Linked DNA regions of Pan troglodytes: region 1 is linked to region 2. The links are chromatin contacts, called in public Hi-C maps. All regions are on one chromosome and are shown on one strand. The core of a region is the stretch at or near the end of the contact, and the rest is flanking DNA. Distances in the headings are between cores, read along the strand shown.

What was found. Hi-C and Micro-C count contacts between places; a contact is called where the count stands out from the background.
Region 1: a Hi-C map of induced pluripotent stem cells shows a contact between it and region 2, with 2.9 times the contacts expected there. The contact joins two enhancer-like sites. A contact is called at or near these places in 3 of 7 Hi-C or Micro-C datasets (induced pluripotent stem cells and stem cell-derived neural progenitor cells).

Annotation. Positions count from the first base shown.
Region 1 is chr2:22,286,510-22,289,209 of NHGRI_mPanTro3-v2.0_pri, forward strand. The region is part of intron 1 of LOC134809541 (a long non-coding RNA gene); the gene reads left to right. Among named protein-coding and RNA genes, the nearest start is that of SATB1, 150 kb to the right of the region's middle. Within about 2 kb of position 1,277, at least 2 of the 24 cell types and tissues checked have an H3K27ac peak or open chromatin away from gene starts, as enhancers often do. A contact at or near this core is called in induced pluripotent stem cells, where this site is marked.
Region 2 is chr2:21,881,838-21,884,537 of NHGRI_mPanTro3-v2.0_pri, forward strand. No RefSeq gene overlaps it. Among named protein-coding and RNA genes, the nearest start is that of TBC1D5, 150 kb to the left of the region's middle. Within about 2 kb of position 1,259, at least 1 of the 24 cell types and tissues checked has an H3K27ac peak or open chromatin away from gene starts, as enhancers often do. A contact at or near this core is called in induced pluripotent stem cells, where this site is marked.

The sequences.
Region 1 (2,700 bases), core at 27-2,526, 400 kb after region 2:
GAAATTGTTAATTATAACTATTAATGGAATTAAAAATCAGAAGCTATCTTTACAAAGCTTGGAAAATATGAAATATGGAAATATAGTTTTGATAGCAAAAGTCAGAAAAAAGTGAAAAAATGAGGATGCATAAAATAGATCATATGGATAATATGATAGTTAAAAAGCAAATATTTATTTTGTAAAAAAATTAATTGATTAAAATACCATATTAAAAGCCAAGATTTATATTTGATCAAAACCAAAATCCCACTATCTGCTGACAATGGCATACATCAAAAACGGACACAAAGCTGTACCACTAAACATTAAAGTACAGATTAAAATATGTTTAATAAGCGCTGATCAAGGAAACCATATTGTTTAACTAATATCAGGCAAAGTAGAATTCAGTGCAACATGTAAAGAATGTCCTTGTCTTAGAGGGTCACTTTACATCAATACAAGGTATATTTGGTAAAGAAAATGTAAAAATTTTAAACCTCCCTGTACCAATTCCAATTACAACCACATATATAAAGTGAAAATTATTATAAATTAAATGGAATTTCAGGTATACTAAGTGCAAATTTAAAAAACATTTTCCCTAAAGTTGAAAAAAAGAAAAGCACACAAAAATAGTATACTTTGGAAAGAATTGGCAGTTTTAACTATTTTTTTCAAAGTTGAGTCTTTATGTAAAAAAGTACACAATAAGAGGCTCCAAGTTGGCTAACTAGGGGCATTTTATACTTGCTTCCTCCACTAAGAAGAACAAAAATAGCAAGTAGATAATCACACTTTAAATAGATCATCCAAGAGAAAACACTGGAATTCAACATATAAGTGACAGGCAATACCTAAAGCAAGGAAGGAGAAAGAAGCAAGGCAGCCTACTTGGCTGGCTTAGCTGGGAGCTGAGAGAGACTCCTCAATATGGGGGAAAGAGTGAGAGACCCTCAGCAGTCCACATTCTCAACTTGGACTCCAGTCCTAGCCATGGAAGAACCCCTCAACCCTCACAGGCCCTGAAACTAATGTAGGGAGCTGACAAGGAATTGTACCACAAGCACTGTGCCAGGGAGGAAAGCTTCTGCTGGGTCCCTCACATTCTTTGAGACCTAAGCAGCAATGGCAAGGTGCCATTTTAGAATTCCATCCCCAACAGGCTGCACGCTATCCTGAAGCCCAGCAGCGCTGAGGCTGAGGTGCAAGAAAAGAGCTGGCTTAGGCAGGCTACCACACCCAGGGCTGAGGCATGAGTGGTATGCACACTCCCCACCTGCCAGTCTAGGTTGTCATCACTGAAGATAGCACTGCCCCCCAGTGGCAGAGCAGCAGCATGGCCACTGCCACCCCCTACCTGAACATTCCACTGATTGCCTAGGAATTACCCTACCCCTGCATACCATGGCCAGTTCCTATACACATTATCAAGGGGTCTGAGGGCAAGACAGCCTGCCCCAGCTTCATCCTTCCTTCCTCTGCCATGACAGAGCAGCACAGAGTTCAGGGACCGGGGGATTGCCCAGCCTAGTCCACCACCAATGGTACCTGAACACTCCTCCCAGGGACCTGAGGTTGGGCCTAACCACTGGGCCACTATCACCTAGTTGCACTGCCACCTGTGGGCCTGGAGGCTGACTTGTTCAGCCATTCAGCCACTGCCAGCACCAGCACACAGTGATCAGGAACCAGAGAGTTGTCCTACAACTGCCACTGCCACTGCCATTGCCATTGCCCATGCCATGCCAGCTTCTCTTTTAAGACAGGCACATTCTACCCATCACTGAGGCCCAAAGCCTGACCTATCTGGCATCCCAGTTGCCAGGAAAACTGCACACAGCATCTACTAATAACTGCACTCTAAGCCACCAAGTAAATATAAAATACCACTGACGCTGTTTACAGACAAACAAATCACGCAGAGACAACTCTCCTGCATACACCAAGAATCAAAGCCAAAGTGCCTTAGCCAACTAACACCATAGATTCATCCTTAGGAAAAAGTCCTTCCCTACAAAAGCAAATTCAGAAAACTGGAAGAAGCGACTTATATGCCAGATGCATAGATATCAACATAAGGACACAGGAAACATGAAAAAGCAAAGAAATATGACACATCCAAAGGAACAAAATAATTTTTCAGAAACACATCCCAATCAAAAAGAAATCCACAAACTCCTGGAAAAAGAATTCAAATTATTGATTTTAAAGAAGCCCAGTGAGATACAGAAGAACTTTAAAAACAGTACAGGCCGGATGCAGTGGCTCACGCCAGTAATCCCAGCACTTTGGGAGGCTGAGGAGGATGAATCAGCTGAGGTCAGGAGTTCGAGACCCACCTGACCAATATGATGAAACCTGGTCTTTTCTAAAAATACAGAAATTAGCCGGGTGTGCTGGCAGGATTACAATCCCAGCTACTGAGATTAGGAGGCTGAGACAGGAGAATCATTTCAACCCAGGAGGTGGAGGTTGCAGTGAGCTGAGATCGTGCCATTGCACTCCAGCCTGGGCAACAAGAGTGAAATTCTCTCAAAAAAAAAAAAAAAAAAAGTACAAAAAAAATTCGGAATATGAATGTGAAATTTACCAAAGAGATAGATATCACAAAAAAGAACCAAACAAATTCTGAAACTGAAGAATTCATTGACTGAATGACAAAATACATTCAAAAGCTCCAACAATAGACTAGATCAAAAAAAAGAAAGAATCTCA
Region 2 (2,700 bases), core at 9-2,508:
ATTCTCCTTCCAGTTTGAAGGATATTTTCACCTGATACACTATTCTAGGGTAAAAGTTATTTTCCTGCAGCACTTTAAATATGTCATGCCTCTCTCTCCTGGCCTGTAAGTTTTCCACTGAAAAGTCTGCTGCCAGATGTACTGGAGCTCCATTGTATGTTATTTATTTATTTTCTCTTTCTGCTTTTAGGTTCCTTTCTTTATTCTTGAACTTTGGGAATTGTATTATTAAGTGTCTTGAAGTAGTCTCCCTTGCATTAAATTTGCTTGCTGTTCTATAACTTTCTTGTACTTGGATATTGATCTCTTCCTCTTGGTTTGAGAAGTTCTCTGTTATTATCCCTTTGAATAAACTTTCTATCCCTATCTTGTTCTCTACCTCCTCTTTAAGGCCAATAAATCTTAGATTTGCCCTCTTGAGTCTATTTTCTAGATCCTGTAGGCATGCTTCATTGTGTTTTATTCTTTTTTTGTCTCCTCTGACTGTGTATTTTAAAATAGCCTGTATTCAAGCTTACTAATTCTTTCTTCTGCGTGATTAATTCTGCTATTAAAGGATTCTGATGCATTCTTTACTATGCCAATTGCATTTTTCAGCTCTAGAATTTCTACTTGATTCTTTTTAATTATTTCCATTTCTTTGTTAAACGTATCTAATATGAATCTGAATTCTTTCTCTGTGTTACCTTGAATTTCATTGAGTTTCCTTATGACGGCTATTTGAATTTTCTGTCTGAAAGTTCACATATCCCTGTTTCTCCAGGATTGTTCCCTGGTGACTTATTTAGTGCATTTCATGAGGCCATGTTTTCCTAAATGGTGTTGATGCTAGTAGATGTTCTTTTGTGTTTGGGTATTGAAGAGTTTGGTATTTATTGTAGTCTTTACTGTCTGGGCTTATTTATAGCTGTCTTTCTTGTGAAGGCTGTCCAGATATTTGAAATGACTTGTGTGTTGTAGTCTAAGCTGTGCTTTAGGGGGCGCCCCAAGCCCAGTAACACTGTGGTTTTTGCAGACTTGAGGTACTGTCTTGTTAGTCTTGGACAAGATCTGAGAGATCTGCGTTACCAGGCAGAGACTCTTGTTCTCTTTCCTTGCTTTCTCCCAAACATACAGGGTCTCTCTTTCTGTTCTGAGCTAGCTAAAGGTGGAGGTGAAGTGACACAAGCACCCCTGTGGCCACCAATACTATGACTACACTGGGTCAGACCTGAAGCCAGCACAGGACTAGGTCTCACCCAAGGCCTGCTGTAGCCACTCCATGACAACTGCCTATATTCACTTACGGCCCTGGGGCTCTACAGTCAGCAGGTGGCAAAGTCAACCAGGCCTGTGTCCTTCCTTTCATGGTGGCAATGACCCCCAGTCCCTGGGTGGGTCCAGAACTGCCTTCTGGGAGTCAGGGACAAGAGCTAAATTCCTTAGAAGTTTATCTGGTATTCTATTGTATTGCGGCTGAGGTGGCACGAAAACTACAAGATGCATTCCTTCCCACTCTTCCCTCCTCTTTCCATAGGCAAAGGAGCCTCACCCTGTAGCTACTGCCACCCCAAGCCATGAGGAGTAATGCCAGACTACTGCTGATGTTCCTTTAAGGCCCAAGGTCTCTTAAGTCAGCTTGTCATGAATGCTGTCTGGCTCATTACTCACCCTTTAGGGCAGTAGACTCCCCTCTGGCCCATGGGAGGTCAAGGAATGTCATCCAAGAGCCATGTCCTGGAATTGGGGACCCCAGGAGCCCACTTGTGTTCTACCCCACTGTGGCTGTGCTGTTACCTAAGGTGCAAGACAAAATCCCATTTACTTTTCCCTCTGCTTTTCTCAAGCAGATGAAGTTTTGCCCCACAGCCACCACAGTTGGTATAGTGCTGAAGCCAGCAAGTCTCAGAGGCTCACCCAAGGCCCTCAATGTAGTACCTGGGTATTGTTGCTGGTTGTTCAGGGACCAAGGACTCTTCAGTTAGCAGGTGATGAATGCTGCCAGGATTGGGTCCTTTCCTTCAAGGCAATGGGTTCTCTTCTGGCCCAGAGTTTGTTTAGAAATGTCATCTGGGAGCTAGGGCCTGGAATGGGGGCCTCAGACTCTGACTGGTGCCCTGTCCTGCTGTGGCTGAGCTGGTATCTTAGATGCAAGACAAAGTCCTCCCTACTCTTCCCTCTCCTCTCCTCAAGTGGAAAGAAGAGGTCTCTTTTGGAGCCTTGAGCTGTACAGCCTGGGATTAGGGGAGGGGTAATACCGGCACTCCCTTGGCTGCCCTAGCTGGTGTCTCCGTATGTCATATACCCCCTCAGTCCACTTCCTCTGGGCCTAGTTCAGCACTAGGACTAACCCAAGAGTTTCAGTCTTTATGGCCTAGACAGCCTTTCAAATTTGCTTGGAGACACAGTGTTGCAGCCGTCTGTGGCGAGGTTTGCAGGCACTCAAGTTCGGACTGCTGGGATGGCAATTCCTTCTGGCTAGAGTTAATTTAAATGCTTTGTCTGTGGGTGGGTGTCAGCTGGGTTTGGTCCAGTTTTTCTTTCTGCTCTAACAGGACAAAACTGAGTTCAGTGCCTCACAATTGCTGTGTTCTCTCTTCCCCAGCACCCAGAGAAACTCTCCCCACTACTCCTCTGCTGCCAGGCTTGGGAAGGGATGGCACTGGCGATTCAGGACTGTTTTTTCTATCTCTTTAGTGGCTCTCTCTTTCAGTGATATGA